Linked DNA regions of Sus scrofa: region 2 is linked to region 1. A link is a contact called in public Hi-C data. All regions are on one chromosome and are shown on one strand. Each heading gives the region's core, a stretch centred on a gene start, on an enhancer-like site or on the middle of the called end of the contact. The rest is flanking DNA. Distances are from core to core; before and after follow the strand shown.

What was found. Hi-C and Micro-C count contacts between places; a contact is called where the count stands out from the background.
Region 2: a contact with region 1 is called in a Hi-C map of embryonic fibroblasts, with 3 times the contacts expected there. The contact joins two enhancer-like sites. A contact is called at or near these places in 3 of 47 Hi-C or Micro-C datasets (embryonic fibroblasts and epiblast stem cells) and 1 of 2 datasets of contacts at active chromatin or transcription factors (alveolar macrophages).

What each region holds. Positions count from the first base shown.
Region 1 is chr10:43,363,408-43,368,550 of Sscrofa11.1, reverse strand. The region is part of intron 17 of CUBN (cubilin); the gene reads left to right. Among named protein-coding and RNA genes, the nearest start is that of CUBN, 49 kb to the left of the region's middle. Within about 2 kb of position 2,125, at least 14 of the 83 cell types and tissues checked have an H3K27ac peak or open chromatin away from gene starts, as enhancers often do. A contact at or near this core is called in alveolar macrophages and embryonic fibroblasts, where this site is marked.
Region 2 is chr10:43,540,405-43,545,668 of Sscrofa11.1, reverse strand. No RefSeq gene overlaps it. Among named protein-coding and RNA genes, the nearest start is that of VIM, 27 kb to the right of the region's middle. Within about 2 kb of position 3,313, at least 6 of the 83 cell types and tissues checked have an H3K27ac peak or open chromatin away from gene starts, as enhancers often do. A contact at or near this core is called in alveolar macrophages and embryonic fibroblasts, where this site is marked.

The DNA.
Region 1 (5,143 bases), core at 876-3,375:
TCAGAAAAGATGCTTGATATGATTTCAATCTTATTAAATTTATTGAAATTTGTTTTGTGGCCTAATATGTGATCTACCCTGGAGAATGTTCCATGTGCACTTGAAAAAAAATGTGTATTCTGCAGCTTTGGGATGGAATATTTATATACAAACATTATGTATAGTCCATCTGGGCTAATGTGTCATTTAAGGCCAATGTTTTCTTATTGATCTTCTCTCTGGATAATCTGTCCATTGATGTAAGTGGGTGTTAAACTATAAAGACTATTATTGTTACTGTCAATTTCTCCCTCTATATTTGTTGATATTTGCTTTATGTATTTAGGTATGCCTATGTTGGGTGCATATATACATATAATTGTTATACCTTCTTGTCAGATTGATCCCCAATCATCTAATACCCTTCTTTTTTTCTTGTTTCAGTCTTTGTTTTAGAGTCTATTTTGTCTTATATAAGTGTTGCTACTCCAGATTTCATTTCTATTTATATGGAATACCATTTAAAATTTCTTGTAAATCTGGCTTACTGTTGCAGAACACTTTTAGCTTTTGCTTGTCTATAAAACTATCTTTCCTTCAAATCTGAATAATGTCTTTCCAGATAGAGTATTCTTGATTGTATGTATTTTCTTTTTATCACTTCAAAGATATTCTTACTCTCCCTTCTGGCTTAAAAAGTTTCTGCTGAAAAGTCAGCTTATAGTTGTATGGGAATTCCCAGGTGTGTAATGAGTTGCTTTTCTCTTGCTGCTTTCAATATTCTCTCTTTGCTTTTTATTTTTTTTTCCATTTTAATTACAATGTAATTAAGAGGTTCTTGGTTTGAACCTCTTTGGTTTCATCTTGTTTGATACTCTCTGTGCTTATGGGACCTGAATGTCTGTTTTCCTTTCCCAGGTTAGGGAGGTTTTCAGATATTATTTCTTTAAATAAGTTCTCTGCCCCTTCTATCTCTCTTCTCTTTCTTGGACCCCTTTAATGTGAATGTTATTACACTTGATGTTGTCCTAGAGGTCTCTTAAACTGTTCTCGTTCTTAAAAAGCCTTTTTTTTGTTTTCAACCTGGGGGATTTCCAATACTATCTCTTCTGGTTTTCTGATTCATTGATTCCTTCTAGTGTACTTTCTATTTCAGTTATTGCATTCTTAAGCTCTGTTTGTTATCTTCTTTATATTTTCTCTGTTAAACTTCTCACTGTGTTCATCATTCTTTTCCAAAGTTCATTGAGTATCTTTAAGATCATTACCTTGAACTCTTTATTGAGTAGATTGCTTGTCTCCACTATGTTTAGTTCCTTTTCAGAGTATTTGCCTTGTTCCTTCATTTGGAACATATTTCTCTGTCTCCTCGTTTTGCCAGATTCTCTGTGTTTATTTTTATGTGTTATGTAGATAGGTCACATTTCTCAATCTTGGAGAAGTGGCCTTATGTAGGAGATGTCTGATGGGGCCTGCTACATATTCCCCACTTGTCAATATGCTAGAACTATATGCTCTAGGAGTGCCCTCTTTGTGGGCTGAGTGGCCCTTTCTGTTGTGACAGAACCAATTGCTCTGGGCACAGTGGTAGGTGGGACTGACTCCTGACCCATTTGCTTTTAAGCCTGATTTTTTGTGTTGCTGCCAACCCACTAGTGGGTGGGTCCAAGCCCCAGTATGGCTGGCCATGTGGCCTGAGGTATTGTTGAGCTAGTGCTGGGCCCACCGTTTGATGGGGCTAGGTCCTACATGGCTGGCCACATAGCTGGAGGGGGGTGTCTCAGAGCTGGTGATGGGCCTACTTTTAGGTAGGGCTGTGTTCTTGTATGACTGGCCACATGGCCTATGAGGTCCTGGGGTGGATGCCGGTCTGCTGGTGGGTGTGACCAGGTCCTGGGATGACTGGATACAGGACTGAGGAGCTGATGCTGGTGGCAGCCCACTGGTGGTCAGATAAGCCCCTGGTACTAATAGGCTAGGGGGAAGACTCTGAAATGGCCCTTGCCAGCACAAGTATCTTTGTGGTAGAAGGAGGTCCCCAAAATGGTTGCCACCAATGTCTTTGTCCCCACAAGGAGTCCTAGTTGCTTCCTGGCTCTCTGGCGCCTGTCTGAGATCAGCAAGCAGGTCTGACTCAGGCTCTTTTTAAACTACTGCCTCTGCACCATGACTCATAGCATGTGAGATTTTGCGTGCTTTCTTTCAGAGCAGAATCTCTGTTTCCCATGGCCCTCTGTCTCTCACGTACATCAGCCCCACTGGCCTTTACAGCCAGACCTTCTGGGGCTCATCTTCCTAGTGTAGTTCCCCTGGGGCTTGGGAGTCGGATATGGAGCTGAGACCCCTCACTTCTTGGGAAGAACTTATGTGATTATGAGCATCCTCCCATTTGTGGGGCAACTCCCTGGGGGCCTGGGTCTTAACTGTATTGTGTCTCTGACACTTCCACCTGTCTGATTATAGTTCCTTATTTATATCTTTTGTTGTGGAAAATATTTTCTGCTAGTCTTCAGGTCATTCTCATGGATAGATAGTTGCTCTGAATAGTTATAAACTTGGTGTGACTATGGGAGAGGGTGACCTCTGGGTCTTTCTACTCTACCATCTCCACCCACCGCTGTGTCTAAGTTCTTAATTTACTCAGACGTTTGCTGACTGTATAACCTCGGACAAGTCTTTATTGGGATACTTGAGTTCCTACCTCTATGAGAAACCCTACATTTTCCTCAAAACTTTGTAAGGATACATCAAGGAAATAAATCATAAAAATAGATTAAAAGTTAAAACCATTGTAGAAATGCAAAGTGTTCTCAGGCCAAATTGCTGACTCCTGTCTTGCACTTATTAGTTCGAAGACATTCAATGAGGCCCTTTCATGGTGGGCCATTGAAGTATCAATATTCTGATGTGCGCACATACCCACAAAGTCTCGATCAAATTTCCTTCAAGGGTCATTAATGGAAAAAATAAAAGAACTCTGTTATTAGGAGGACAGGTCATGTACGGTGATTTGAATAATTGAATAGACTTTTCTAATGTATCCTTGACCGTCTTAAAGTAATACAACTAATGGATTTATAGAACTTTAGCACCAGCAAGGGCCTCAGAGGTCATTTAATCTAAATCCTTAATTTTACAAATGAGAAAATTGAGGTCACAAGGTCTAACTCTAGTTATTGTCAGAACAGGATTTATATATATCTACAGAGTATTCTAGATAGGTGTGTGATGGCTTCGATCAAAGTTCTAGCCAGTAATCTTATCTATTTATTGGGAAAATTTGTGAACTAAGCCTCTTTTGGAAAAGTACATCCACTTCTTTTCATATGCTTCAGACAGTGGGTATTGAAGAATGTGATACAGGAAGGATCCAATTCAAATGACCTTATTATGACTCAGCATATTGCTCCCCAAAATAGTGGTTTTATTTTTTTAAAGGTATACTTAAAAATGACCATGTTTTATCAAAGGAATAAAAAAAAAAAATGAGACTGGTATTTAAGATACATTGGCGGTTTGGAGGGAGGGTGACCTTGCCGTTTCTCAACTCTATTTGTGAAAGAGAGAGAGAGAGAGACCACCCCCCCAAAGTTTTAGAAAGAGCAAAGAATAGGGAGGTAATTCTAGAGAGAGGTGAGAGAATGATAGTCGGAACCTTTCTTTTGAGTCTGAATAGATGTGATTTAAGAATCTCAAATCTTCTCCTTTTGTAGTTCCAGATATCTTGTTGCCATGAGAACATGCCCTTTAAATGTAGATTAAGATGCGAATGCCTAGTGTATCTCTTTCATATAGAGTCTGGTTTTGAAAGACTTTTTGCTCTGTAAGAGAGCTCCGTAAACATTTCTTTGAGAATGAAATATAACTATTTAACAAATGTGGTATTGCCCAGATTCATGGCAGCATCTCTTTCTTTTTCTTTTGTTATTAAACAGGAAACACACACTTATGTATTAATTCTTGGATTTATATTGCTACGGCAAATACAATCTCCAGTTCTAAAAGTGTACATTGCCCCCAGGTGATGTGATGTGGCTGGTAGCAGAAGAATTAGGCATAGCAAGAATAGATCAACTCTCGGTCCATCTGTTTTTGTCGATGAGAGCTTTTAAATTATATAGAATGGTTCAATGAATGTGATAGAACCATCTTTCCAGAATAAAAAGAAGCAGCTCTCATTAATATTTCATAAGCAAATGAAGCCATCAGAACTCTGACTGAAGGACACATAAGGTAGTAATGAAAGTTTAATTTTTAATCCCAGTGAAGGCAAGTACTAAGCTGAATAATAATTTTGGAAGCTTATGTGATATTAAGGCCATGTCTTGAAATGAGACATGGAAGGAAATGAATAGAATTGCTCACCTCACCAGATCTCCTTGACCTACCCCAAGTCTTTTGTCCCCCTCCCACCAAGACTGGGTGGGTAGAAGGGGAGCACAGAAGAGAGGTACAATGGAAGGGGAAGGAGAGGAGATTTCTGGGAAACAGGAGGGCTTCTGGGAGAACTGATTCCTTCTTAGACAAGGAAAGCAAAATGGAAGTAAACAGCATAGAAAAGTTGATAACTCTAATTAACATGATAGGGAAAAGTAAGTTACTTTCGGTTTGGCTTCTGCAATCTAGGGCATGTGTACTGATTCTGCAAGTCTCACTGCCGGACAAATTCATCCTATTTGACACCGCTTGCCATGCCCAGGAAATTCACGACACAGAAATTGTACACATATCTCTCCACAGTGTGATGCAACTAGATATTAGGGTTAAGATTTGTGAATGTCCAATTTCTTGGAAGTCTATAAACTCTCTCCTAAATAATTACTGGGTCAAAGTAGGAAATAGAAAATGACATGAATGGCAAAACAAAAAAGAAAAAGAAAAGGCTGTGCATCAAAACCAAGTAAAAATCTCTAAGATGTTAAAGAAAACTAAAAAAAAAAGGGGGGGGGGATGAGAGAGCACAGTAAACTGGAAAACTGAAGGTCTGACTTGCCTCTGAACCCTTCATCACCTCCTCTGTCCCTCCTTCCCTGAGCCACCACCCCCTGTGCTCCCACTGGGCCCTCCAAGGTTTTGCCACCTCCCCAGGGGCCTTCAGATGGATTCGCCCTCACAAAGGACTTTCTTTTGGTCTTTGTTAGGCATGGAAGCTATTCAGCTCCAG
Region 2 (5,264 bases), core at 2,064-4,563, 180 kb before region 1:
TTACATCAGTGCTGCCATGCTGATTGAGCAGGGCCGGGAAGAGGCGGTGGGGACCCTGGAGGCCTTGAGAAGAAACATGCGCTCTGGAGGTCATGTCAGAGTCATGTCAGAGTCAGGGACCTGCCCCTTCAGTAAAGTACGAGGGTCCAGCGGTCAGAGGCAAGCCTCGATATTCCTGGCAAAGTGAAAACCTGACACCTGCATCTTTTTCTTTCTTTCTTTCTTTTTTTTTTTTGCCACCCCAAGACATGGAGTTCCCAGGCCAGGGATCAGATCTGAGCTGAGCTACAGTTGGAACCTAAGCCACAGCTTTGGCTATGCCAGATCCTTAACCCACTGTGCTGGGCCAGGAATTGAACCTGCATCCCAGTGCTTCCAAGATGCTGCTGATCCCATTGCACCACAGTGGGAACATCCTCTTTTTTAAAAAAGCCACATCTACGGCATATGGAAGTTCCCCAGTTAGGGGTCTAATTGGAGCTGCAGCTGGGATCTATGGCACAGCCACAGCCACACCAGATCTGAGCCACATCTGCAGCTTACATGGTAGCTTGCAGCAATACTGGATCCTTAACCTGCTGAGCGAAGCCAGGGATCAAACCCGCATCCTCACAGACACTATGTTGGGTTCTTAACCCACTGAGCCACAAGGAGAACTCTGATAATTGTATCTTGATCTTTTTCCAGAAGAAGAGAGCACACTACCTCTTAGATGACTTTGGGTTATGGAGACAAATTCCACATGGAAATGATGCTCTGATCCAAACACCAGGTAACACACAAGGCTGCCCGCTCTGTGGAGCCCAGAGCAGGATAAGTGTCTGCAGCAGGTGGTATAAGAGCCTTGATGCTTTGCCCATACAATCCAGCTGACTTTTTCCTGTTGGACGAGTCCATGGTGTAATTTACGGGAAGTCCTAGTGGGAGAAGAATTATGCAGACCCCTAAGTTCTAAAGAAAGTCCATATCATCTGCAATGGAGAATTCTACATCTTCTGAGCAACAGCTCTCACCATGGACCCTAATAGGGATGGAAATGATACATACAGAATCGAGCCTGAGCTGGACCAGAGAGCGCAGGTAAGCTGCAGGAGCTGGTAGCCCAGACACCGTGTCACCGTCTGTGGTTGCATTGGTAGGCCTTCCTTGTAGACCTCCAGCTCTCCTGGGGCCATGTGGGGGAAGAAGTGCCATAAAACCAGCAAAAACTTGCACTTGGTGTACAGGTGGTTGGGCTCAGTTTGTGGGTAGAAGCTGGAATACCTGGTGGCTCTACTGCAGCCACATCCAGATGGCCTTGAAAGACAGTAGGGTGGGGATGGGAGCAAAGCTCTTCCTAATGAGTAGGGATGCCAGTGACACATCTGGCATAGAAGGCATAGCAGCTCAAAGTCAGACTATATAGAGATTCCTGGCCTGAGACCTACAGCGTGGCTAGCCGGCCAAGAGCCTGGAAAGAAGAGGCCTGGACCCTTAGATACAAGGAGGGCTGAGGGAGAGGCATATGGAGGGGACTATGGGAGATGCACAGTGTGAAAATTTTTGTATCAATTAATGCCAGCCAGAAAGCATCCCACCACAGAAGAAACACTGAACAACCATGTAGACAGAATGACTCTGCAGTTGACATTAGCCAGCCATCATGATCCACCACCTTGGAACTGAACAATAGCTAGCTAAACAGAATGGCCACAGTGGCAAACTTGGAGACTACACATGTGCCCAACGGTGTGGACACCCATTTCCCAAGGGCGATCCAGCTCCTGCTTACTCAGGTTAGTATGCTCGGGCCATGTTATAGCTTTGGAGGTTCTCTGCCCTTAAAATGCATGTTTCTTGGTCCAGCTACTATGGAGAAGAGTATGGAGGTACCTTAAAAACCAAAAATAGAGTTACCATATAATCCCGCAATCTCATGGTTATATGTTGGGAAAAAAAAAATTCTACTTTGAAAAGATGCATGCACCCCAATGTTTGTATCAGCACTCTTTACAATAGCCAAGACCTGGAAACAACTTAAATGTCCATCATAGAGGAGTAGATAAAGAAGATATGGGTGTGTGTGTGTGTGTGTAATGGAATATATAATTCCATATACATACACAATGGAATATTAGCCATTAAAAAGAGTGAAAATAATGGCACTTGCAGCAACATGGATGGACCCAGAGATTTTCATGCGAAGTGAAGTAAGTCAGACAGAGATAAATATATGATATCACTTAACATGTGGAATCTTTTTTAAAATGATGCAAATGAACTTATTTACAAAACAGACGTAGACTCACAGATGTAGAAGACAAACTTATGGTTATCAAAGGAGAAAGGGATAAATTAGGTTGGGATTAGCAGATACACACTACTGTATATAAAAGATATAACCAACAAGAACTGACTATATGGCACGGGGAAATATAGTCACTATCTTATAATAACTTATAATGGAAAAGAATCTGAAAAAGAATATAAATATATATATCTGAATCACTTTGCTGTATACCTGAAACTAACACAACATCCTAATAATTCAATAAAAAATTGTTTTGGGAAAAAACATACTTCTTTCTCCTCTGGGCAGCTAATTGGATGCTATACTTTATCTTCTCAAGCTTTGGCCTAAAGACAATAGTCCATCCTTGGCAGAAACATGATTATAGCATATTTTTAGAACACACACACACACATAAAAACAGTATTGGGATTAAAACTTTGTGTCATTTTGGTGGTCTCACATTTTACAAACTTTTGGGGGGGCTCACATTTTACGAATTCCAACTTGATTAATAGATCCATTTAAAAGAAGGTCCATTGGCCAAATCACATGAACATAGAGCTGCTTTGAAATAGGTCACCTTGTATTTTTTTCTTATCAACCATTTTAGATGCTGTTCCCATTACAAAATCTCATGTAAGCAGAAACTAAAATCTCATCAGCATGATATGGTCAAGAGGACTTTATGGTCAAGCCAAGAAATGTCATTACCCCTCGGTACTGAAAGCCAGGCCTTGGTCTGAGTATAACAAATTCTTGAGTAGAACAAACTGGAACTGCCTGAGTGACATTCTGTTTCAGCTCCGGTCTGGCAGTTTGACGCCAAAGAACTCAAACAGTCCCTGGTGGGCCTGAAAGTTGACCCCTCAGAACAGCCAGTGTGATTTGCTGAAACACATGGCAGTTAGAGCAAAAATTGCCTGTTTCTGTCAAACTCCACAGGGAGAAACATTTTGAAATGTATTCTGCCTGGAGCTGATTGCATCGTTTCATAGGCAGTTCACCCCATCTGCCACCTGGGGACAGCGTCAACCTCTCCATGTTTAGTTCTCACAGTAAACCAGTGTAAGATCCATGAGTCACAGGCAGAAAGAGGGTTTGTCTGGAGATGATGAGGAGAACATTCAGTTATCTGACTCGATCCGTGACCCTACATCTATTGTTGGTGGTCTATATTATCCACATTTAATTGGAATTGAAAGATGGGATTTGTTGGCTGGGGTGAAATAGACAATGAGTGGGAAAAGAAAGGCTTTGGAGATGGTCAAACATAATGCAAGCTTCCTATAGTTAATGTTAGACTTTATGTTAATATAAAATTAATTTTGCTTTTGGACGGTGAGCTATTAGGTATGGAATTTCTGAATTGTCAAGAAAATCTTTGGCACCTCAAGGGATGCGAAAACCATCCAGTCATTGTCTCTTTTTCAAGGTATATGTTGCTTCACATTCAGGACGACGGGGGCTGAAAGAGAAGGTTGGCTCTCTCTTATAGAAAGGCTTCAGGAAAAGCTTTGGATATACAATGGTATATCTCCCATTTAAGGGTCCTTCTCTCCATGATTTTCCAGTTAGATGGTTAGAACAGTGCCCAGTCTATCATAAAGCAAATTTCCATGTACTTGGTGTGATGAAGGGAATGCCTCTGTCCCCTCAAAATGCATAGGTTGAAAGCCCTAAACCCCAGTGTGAAGGTAGGTGGAGGGGCCTTTGGAGGTAATTAGGGTTAGATGAGGTCATAAGAATGGGGTCCGCACAATAGGATTAGTGCCCTTATAAGAGACCAGGAAGCCAGCTCTCAGTCTCTCTCTAACTCTCTCTGCCATAGGAGGTCCCAGGGAAAAGACAGCCATCTGCACACCAGGAAATGGGCTCTCATCAGATACCAAATCTACCGGCACCTTGATCTTGGAATTCTCAGTCTCCAGATCTGTGAGAAATACATGTTTGTTGTTTAATACACTCAGTTTATGATATTTTGCTATCATAGACCAAACTAAGATGCATGGGGTTTTGGGGGGGCGTGCTCTATGATATTCCCTTGAGGTCTATCTCTACACCGATATTACACCCTTTTATTTTACTCGAGTCCTATCTGGTAAGGCATATCTTTCCGAGGTAGTGTTCATCTAAAAGAGTGTCTTATTTCTTCTCATCCCTTTGCTTTTCTTTGCACGTAATTTGTCTGTGGGTAGTTTTTTCAAAGAAGCAGTGATATTCTTTGCAATTAATGACAGTTTTATCTCTTCTTTCTGTCATTATGCTTTTAATCTTTTTTTTTTTTTTTTCCTGTAGTGCAGTATTGGATAGGAGCAGAGAGAGTGGGCATCCTTGTTTTTCTTGGTCTTAAAGGGAATAATTCCATTATTTCATGATTGTTTTTCAAGTTTACTCTTGGTTTCTTTTAGCTATCTCATCGCAACTTAAAAAAGGGCCTCTATATTCCTATTTTGCTAAAAGTTTTTATAACAATTCGGTGTTGACTTTTATGGAATTTTTTTCTGTGTCTCTTAAGTAGATCATACGGTTTTTGTTTTTGTTTCTGTCTTTTCTAGGGCCACACCCACAGCATACGGAGGTTCCCAGGTTAGGAGTTCATCAGAACTGCAGCCGGCAGCCTATGCCACAGCCCCAGCAATGTGGGATCTGAGCTGCGTCTGTGACCTACACCACAGCTCACTGCAATACTGGATCCTCAATCCACTGAGCAAGGCCATGGATCGAACCTGCAACCTCATGGTTCCTAGTGGGAGTCGTTAACCACTGAGCCATTATGGGAACTCCCAAACTGGTTTTTAATATTAAAATAATCTCATATCCCTGAGCTGTCCTCAACATTTATTTTTATATGTTTAAAATACAGAAATATGTTTTAAAAATGTAGTGCTTGATTTGTGTAATGGTAAGAAAACTATATCACTTAACATCTCCTGTTTCAAGGAACCTAACTGATCCCAGTGTCATTCCTCTGGATTCACTACTACATTTGGGT